Regions from separate parts of the Oryctolagus cuniculus genome. Here region 1 is linked to region 2. A link is a contact called in public Micro-C data. All regions are on one chromosome and are shown on one strand. Each heading gives the region's core, a stretch centred on a gene start, on an enhancer-like site or on the middle of the called end of the contact. The rest is flanking DNA. Distances are from core to core; before and after follow the strand shown.

Region 1 (4,331 bases), core at 1,560-4,059, 190 kb before region 2:
CCCAACTGCAGTGCCAGCATCCTATATAGGCTCCAGTTCAAGTCCCAGCTGCTCCACTTCCCATCCAGCTCCCTGCTATGGCCTGGGAAAGCAGTAGAAGACAGTCTAAGTCCTTGGGCCTCTGCACCTACATGGGAGACTTGGAAGAAGCTCCTTGCTCCTGGCTTTGGATCAGCGCAGCTGCAGCCATTTGGAGAGTGAAGCAGCAGATCGAAGACCTCTCTCTCTAACTCTGCCTTTCAAATAAATAAAATATTTTTAAAAATTTTTAAAAGGCATAGTTATAGAGAAGGATAGATGAGCAAGACAGAGACAGAGAAACTTCCAGAGAGAGAGAGAGAATCTTCCATCCTCTGGTTCATTCCCCAAATGGCTGCAATGCTGACTCTGGGCCAAGCTGAAGCCAGGAGCCTGGAACTCTATCCGGGTCTCCCACATGGGTGCAGGGGCCCAAGCACTTGGGTCATCTGCTGCTGCTTTCCTGGGCACATTAGCAGGGAGCTGAATGGGAAGAGGAGCAGCCGGGATTTGAACTGGCACTCATATTTGGTGCCAGCTTTGCAGGCAGAAGCTTTACCTGCTGTGCCAAAACATTGACCCCTAGAATGTTTTCATCATCATAGAAAGTTCTATTGGTGCTATCTCAGATCATCCTAAGTTCACGGAGCACTTTTTTTTTTTTTTTTAATCTATCCACTTGAAAGAGTTACACAGAGAGAGGAGAGGCAGAGAGAGGTCTTCCATCCAAAGGTTCACTCCCCAATTGATCACAGTGACTGGAGCCATGCCGATCTGAAGCCAGGAGGCTTCTTCGGGGCCTCCCATTTGGGTGCAGGGGCCCAAGGACTTGGGCCATTTTCTACTGCCCTCCCAGGCCACAGCAGAGAGCTGGACCAGAAGTGGAGCAGTCGGGTCTCGAACCGGCGCCCACATGGGATGCTGGCGCTTCAGGCCAGGGCATTAACCCATCACACCACAGCGCCGGCCCCCAGAGCACTTTCAAAGCTCAGCCTGTTGGTCTTGCTAGTGTGACATTTTCAGGCTGCTCTTCTGACACCTTGCAATGGAGAAACAGGCCCAGGGAGTGTTCTCACTGGCTGGGGGCCACATCACTGGGTCTGCAGGTGTCAACATCTAGCAGTGGCCTTGCATTTTGAGATTATTAAAATAATACAAGCTCCTAAAAAAATCTGACTGTCCTGGTGTTGTTTTCTACATCATGGAAAGGAGAGGGGTGGAAAGAGCTTGGCCAGTTTGGTCCTGGACATTTGAGATGCAAGCCTAACCCTGGTCTCACAATCTCTGGGCAGGCACAGGTTAAATCAGGTTCGGCACTGGCTTGAGCGCTCATTGTTCGGCATTTACCAGGGGGTCAGAATGTGTTAGGCACCTTCTTCCTGCAGTGCCCCAGGAAGGGGGCTCTCCTTCCTTCTCGGGAGGCATACAGTATAGAAGCGCAGAATACCGTTCCAGGTAGGAACGTGCTGTGCTGTGAAGGAAGGAAAGCAGGGAGCTATCGTGGAAAACGACAGGAACCAGTGCCCCTGTGGGGAGGGTGGAACATGGGACATGGGTCCTGCGGACTGCAGTGTGTAGTCTTGGGCCTTGGCCAGCCAGGGACCGGTCAGCCACGGAATGCCCAGCACCAGAGACCACCACAGATCTGCCGCAGACTTTCTGAGGTTCAGGGAGGTGGGGTAACGTGGCCACACGATGAGGCCGTGGAAAAGGTGGGACAGGAACCTGGATTTTTCTTCCCCCTATCCAGGTACCTCCCTATAGGGAGCTGCTAGGAGTTTTCAAGAAAAAGCCAGCTTCCAAGAGACAGGAAGAAATGAATCAGTCCAGGGCTGTGGAAGGGGAGGGCAGGGCTGCTGGCTTGGGCGAAAGCCATCAGCTGCGTTAACAAGGCCCTCAGACTTGAAAATCCCTAAACCAGTGCTTCCCTATCCTCCTCAAGAAACAAACCAAACTAAACAACCGTAACTTTTAGAAGAAATTGTATCAGTACCGCACATGGAAAATCAATAGCATATACCATGAAGATCAATGTGATAGAAATACAAATGCAGTGAAAAACTGTAATGTACTTGCAAATGTGCCCCTGCTTGTAGAACGCTGTTTAAGACGTTCTCTTCGATGATCAGAAAGTTCCAAGGAGAACAGAGTTAAGCTGAATTCAGTGTAACTCTCCTAACACCACCTGCTGGGCAGAAGCAGCAGGCAGCCCTCTCTGTCACACGGGGATGTGGCTCTTTGGGAGGTGACCTCAGCCCTGAAACCATCTGTGCAGCAGGAGTTGTTGGGCAGGCCTGCGGGAAACAGGGGTACTAGGCTCAAAGGGGCCAGAGAATGGCAGCTTCCTCCCTTGCAAGTGCGGCTGACTGCAGGGAGCTTCGTTGAGCCAAACGACCCAACGCTCTGAGTTCACTGCTGTAAAATCCTGCGGGTGATGGTTCCTGCCTTGCTAGTTGGGTACAGCATAGAGAAGGCAGTAAGTCACCAGCCCTGTCACCATCATCCCCGCATCGCCGCCACGGTGGTCTGTAACTCCCAGCGCAAACGTGAGAGCCCGGCTCCTTCCCCTCTCCGGCACGTGCGTCTGGGTTCTGTTAGGCAGTACCGGGTAGACTCGCGTCTGCACTGGTTTCGGCTACAGGACTGCAAGGATTAAACATGTCCTGCTAGAAACAGAAAGCAAGGACACCCTACAGAGGCAAAGGGGCACTGGACAGAGGGTTAGGAGTCTGGTTTCCAGGACAGCTGTGTGAGCTGGGACAAGTGACTGCTCTGGGCAGCAGTCGCCTCTTTAAATGGCAGGGGAGGGGAGCTGGCTGAGATAAGGCCATCTTGAGAGACTCCGAGATATCCTCTCCTGTCCTGAACAAGTTGTCCTAGAGACCAGCAAACTTGGGCCCTCCTAGGCCTCACAACCCGGTTTCCAGACGGGCCCCCAGAGCCCGCGGGACCACACCGCCTCCTTGCTGAGTCATCCGCCCGCGAGGCGGTGAGGAGGATCAGGGCGCCCCCTGGTGGGACTGCAGAGAAAGGCTCCCAGAGCTGTGGGGTGCCGCTTCCGGTCTCAGCAAGTCTAAGGCGCCACAGAGCTCATCCAGTCTGGGCGCTCTCATTTCCCAAATGTGGAAACTGAGACTGGGAGAAGCGGGAGATACTCCCCCAAGTAGGGCTGCCAGATAAAGCCCACGCCTCCCAGTTACATTCCAACTTCAAATAGATAACAAATAATTTCCTTTAGTGTAAGTATATCCCATGCAATATTTAAGACATACTGCTACCAAAAAATAATGTGCTGAGTATGTGCAGTGCCTGAACTTCAAATTTCACCTGGTGTACTGTCCTCTCCTCCCCATATGTGGCAATCCTACCTCCAAGCCCACGTGCTGAGTGGATGCCTGAGCTCAGTTTGCACAGGCGACACTGCAGGGCCTCCTCCTCCTTAGACCTGACCACTCAGTGTCTTCACTGAGCACGGGCATGGGAGGTGCCTGCTGACACTGTTCTGGGAGACAGCCGGTGGCAGGACATGTGAACCCTGCCTTTGACAATCACCAGGGGCAGGGGTGGGTCACACAGAGGGAGGAAAGGGGGTCCTCTCGCAGCGCCTGCTCCCACAGAAAACCACCTGCAAGATGTTAGTGATTGAGACCAAAGCCCAGCCAGCTTGCCCTGGTCGGGTCTGTTAGGTTGGAGAGGGGCCTGGCATCTGCATTTCTCAACATTTCCCAGGTGATTCTGATGCACAGCGAAGACTGAGGCTTCTGGGTTAGTTACAAGGAAGAAAGGGAAACTGCTTGCGTGGGACCGATTCTAACTGGCACCTGCCAGTCTTCACTGAGCCTAAGACTCATGGGTTTGGGGTGAGGATGGGAAGGGATATTTAGAAGGCAGATTCCCAGGTCTACTTCTAGATGGAATAGGTCCAGGGCAGGCCCCTGGAATCTGCCTTTTTCTGAAGATTTATTTATTTATTTGAAAGAGTTACAGAGAGAGGGAGAGAGACAGAGAGAGAGAAAGCTCCTCCATCCACTTCTTCATTCCCTAAATGGCTGCAACAGCTGGGCTGGGCCAGGCCGATGCCAGGAGCCTAGAATTCCATGAGGGTGGCAGGTACCTACTGCTCTCCCAGGTGCATTAGCAGGGAGCTGGATAAGAAGTGGAGCAGCTGGGAATCAGGATTTGAAACAGCACTCGTATGGGATGCCAGTCATAGGCCCAACCCACTGCACCACAATGCCAGCCCTATAGTCTGCACTTCTGAAAAGCACTGACCTATAGTGTTCCTAACGGAAGTGAATGTGGAGAAATGGAAA
Region 2 (4,150 bases), core at 1,368-3,867:
TGTCGGGGGAGCCGCCACATACTTCTGGAGAGCACAGCTGTCGCAGGCCAGTGAAGGCAGAAAGACCAGACGGTTCGCTCTGCCCAGTTCTAGGATCCCGCTCCAGGTCAGGTGGAAAGAAAAAACATATTGTTGACCACAGTGAGTGCTCAGCACCTGATCCTTGAAGAGGTGCCAAGCATTTAAAGAAAAGAGACAGAGGGTGAGCATTTAACACCTGGCTTGACACTCCCATATCCTGTATTGGAGGGCCTGGGTTAGGAATCTTGGCTTTGTTTCTGATTCCAGCCTCCTACTAATGCAGACCCGGGGAGGCATGCCTTTCACATGGCAGATCCAGAGTGAACTCACCACTCCTAACTCTGGGCTGGCCCAGCCCCAGCTGTTGTGTGCATTAAAGGAGTGAACCAGAGGATGGGAGATCTGCCTCTCTGCCTTTCAAAAAGCAAAGAAAAACAACTGAGACACTCATGAGAAAGAAAAAGATGGAGTACTGAACATGAGAATGGTGATGTGAGATCAGAGGCAGGGGAAATTACAGTCTTACAAGTGTCCCTCTCTACCCACTCTCCTTCATGTCCCACATGTTAACAAGCCCAGTCCTAGAACTTCACAAAACCTCTGAATTGGAAGAAAAGTTAAACTGTATCTGGTCCAGCTGTTTACCCAGTACAGTACTGTCATCTACAACAGCCCCACAAATAACTGCACAGTGACAGCCACTTCCAGTAGCAGGAAGCTCGGTGCTCAGTGCTCCAATATGGGAGACAACCATTCCTTTCAAAGTTCCAAGTTCACACAAGAAAGTCCCTCACTTGTACTTCCACCCATTGGTCCTAGTTGTAGTCCCTGGAATACTACAGAATAAAAGGAATCCGCCTCCTGATACAACCATTGGAAGAGGCACACTCTGGATACCCACAGCTGCCACGGGAATGGGGTTGAAGGCACAGCCACAGGATTTCAAGGGAAAATGAAGAGCCAGGAACAGGCAGCTATAAATGACATGATCTAAAAGATCTGGAAACAAAGGGTGAGACTTAGCACATCACTGCTTACGGCTCTCACCGCAGGCTCACGCTCAGACTGAAACACCTGCCTTTTTTGTTCCCTTACTTCTTGGGAACATCTTTCAAGAAAACACGTTCTAAATGTGCAGGTTTGTTAACTACTGCAAACCAGGCTCCAGACAAAAGGCACCTTTAAGAGGGCCCTGATCACGTTCAAAATAATAAAGACGGTGAAAATCAGCTTGGGCTCTCAGTAGTTCACTGGGACAAAACACAAAGATGGAGAGGGGAGAGGGTTTCCATAGCAACTTGGGAATAAATTTAGAGGAAACAGCTTCCTGGACAACTGGATTAGTTAAGTCCTGTTACAAGGTTAGTTAGAGTACACAGGAAGGAAATAATTTCTGAGGAGAAAAAAAAAAAAAATACCAGACCTAGATACAGAGAATGACAGGCCAGGAGGGGCCCCGGAGGCCTCAGCCTCATCATGATACAGACAGAAACCGAAACGCAGGTGAGGATGGGAGCCCACCGTGGCCGATGCGGACCAGTCTCCCAGTGCTCCTGTCCCAGTTCTTTCCACCACGCCATGCTGCTATTTTATTTCAGCATCCTCGCAAACCACCAGTGTTGCTCAAATCTAACAAGTTCCAGGCAAAATAAGGCCAAGGCTTTCCCACTCTGCAAGTTACTGCCAAGCTCTTCTCAATCTCAGCCGAGCCACCACAGCCTCCCAGCATCATCCTCCGGTTCACATTCCATATCCCGGTACGATTTGCACAAAATTGCAGCTCGGTTAGAAAACGGACCTACAGAATGATGAGTTTGCAGAAACATCAGGAGCAAACAGGCAACCACACCCCGGGGCCACTTCAACCAGTGGAGGAGGCAGAGAGCTGCCAGAGAAAAGGGACGGGAAAGGGAGCTCCATCCAGCGGACAAGTTCCCTGCAGGAGGCGGTGTGCGGAAAAGCACCAACCAGCGGCGGGAGCGAGGTGCGGCTGCGAGCCGCCGGGCTCACCCGAACCCTCGAGCCCCGGCTTCCCCAACTGTGCTGGGGGCACGGATGACCTTCAGGGTCTGGGGCTCCGGCACTCTGTGCCCCAAAGTCTCTTAATCAGCAAGCCGGGCACGGGGCTCCCGCAGCGGGGAGGGACCGGCCCGGGGTCGCCAAGTCCTTTTGCGAGCGTGGAGAAGCCCAAGCTGGGTCATGGGGAGGCGCCTCCCCATTCTGAGACCTCCGTTTCCCAACCTGTCAAACAGCTCGGGAGACCCTCAACCCCACAGGGTCAGGAGAAACAGCGCGGCGGACAAGGGATCTCCACATCGCCTGGAATCGCAGCTCCGAGCCGGCAACCAGGGAGCCGCTCCGCGGACCCGCAGCTCAGGCGTGTCCACCCACTGACCGACAGCATCTGCTTCCCCCGAGCGGAGGACGAGGTGGGCCCTGCAGAAGGCGGTGACCGCGGCCAGCCAGAGCAGGCCTGCGCAGGAACTCACCGCTCGGATTCCGGCTCCAGCCCGGGCTCCGGCCGGCGTCGGCGCAGCCCACCTCCCTGCCTCAGCGCCGACCCCTCACCATCCTCCTTAGCAGCCGGGCAGCTGCTTCCGGACCCTGTCACGTGACTAAGGCACCCCAGCCGGAGGCCAAAGTCACGTGTTCAGTGCTGCTCTTCGCTCCCGGTGCTCAGGAGTTCTTCCCTATAGCACCCCCTGGCGACCTACTGCTGCCGTTGCAGCAAGGACCCTGCTCCTGGGGGCGGGGGGCTGGCTCTGGCAGGAAGGCGTGGATCTTGGAACGCGGATGAGTTCTGGAAAGAACACCCTTTCTCCGGTTGTGGGCTTGTGAAAGACTGCTAATTTTTAACACATCTCAACGAACACGTATCGCGTTTCTAATCAAGAGATAAAACAGCTTTTTAAACATTCCCTAGTCACGTTTCTAGATGCACAAAGTCTCACCTGTAGCAGCTACTGGAAATGGGACTGTGTGGTCGGGTAACATTATCTTTTACATATTTAGATTTTTAAAGTGACGTTTAAAAATGGATGGCAACGTCTCAGCATGTTTGAAAGGTATTATTATCTAGGTTTCTCCTCTTCCCTCCTCCTGTTTGCAGATTTTTCTTTACAAAATATGTAACAAATAGCCTTCAGGTCAAAACCTGCCACAAGAGAAAAGAAGTTCATTACTTAATGACAAAAGGGTCAATTTATCAGAGGACATAATAATTGTAAATATATGCGCCAAACACTGGAGCACTTAAATAAGTACATAATAATGAATACGGAGGGAGAAATAGGCAGCAGTATGGTAACAGGAGAGGAATTCAATGCCCCGCTTTCAACAATGGGTAGACCAGACAGAAAATTAATAAGGAAATCCTGGCTTTGAATTGCATTTTTGACCAAATGGGTCTAATGGACATATACAGAGCTTTCTTAAGGAACGTTCTCCAAGATAGACTATACACTAGGCCACAAAAAAAGTCTTTAGAAATCTAAGAACATTGAAATAATATCTAGGCCGGCGCTGCGGCTCACTAGGCTAATCCTCCACCTTGCGGTGCCGGTACACCAGGTTCTAGTCCCGGTCGGGGCGCCGGATTCTATCCCGGTTGCCCCTCTTCCAGGCCAGCTCTCTGCTGAGGTCAGGGAGTGCAGTGGAGGATGGCCCAAGTGCTTGGGCCCTGCACCCCATGGGAGACCAGGAGAAGTACCTGGCTCCTGCCATCGGATCAGCGCAATGCGCCGGTCGCAGTGCGCAGCCGCGGCGGCCATTGGAGGGTGAACCAACGGCAAAGGAAGACCTTTCTCTCTGTCTCTCTCTCTCACTGTCCACTCTGCCTGTCAAAAAAATAAATAAATAAATAGTATCTAGTATTGTTTCAGACCACAACAGCATGAAACTAGGAATCAATAACATGAGGAATCTTGGAAAATCCACAGATATGTGAAAATCAGGCAACGTGTTCCTGGTCAGCCACTTGGCCAAAGAAGAAATCGAAAGAGAAATTTTAAAATATCTTCAGACAAACAACAGAAATGTAGCATACCAAATCCTATGGGGTGCAGCAGAAGTTGTTTTAAAGGGAAGCTTATATCTTAAAACTAAATGCCCCTTAAGGCATTCAGAAGGA

Evidence for each region. Hi-C and Micro-C count contacts between places; a contact is called where the count stands out from the background.
Region 1: a Micro-C map of ear pinna shows a contact between it and region 2, with 5 times the contacts expected there. The contact joins the enhancer-like site here to the promoter of SLC36A1 in region 2. A contact is called at or near these places in 4 of 6 Hi-C or Micro-C datasets (ear pinna, psoas muscle, skin fibroblasts and 1 more).

What each region holds. Positions count from the first base shown.
Region 1 is chr6:38,644,204-38,648,534 of mOryCun1.1, reverse strand. No RefSeq gene overlaps it. Among named protein-coding and RNA genes, the nearest start is that of FAT2, 31 kb to the right of the region's middle. Within about 2 kb of position 2,809, at least 2 of the 8 cell types and tissues checked have an H3K27ac peak or open chromatin away from gene starts, as enhancers often do. A contact at or near this core is called in ear pinna, where this site is marked.
Region 2 is chr6:38,455,891-38,460,040 of mOryCun1.1, reverse strand. SLC36A1 (solute carrier family 36 member 1) reads right to left here and starts at 2,617. Exons shown (of 11, transcript NM_001082183.1): 1 at 2,511-2,617.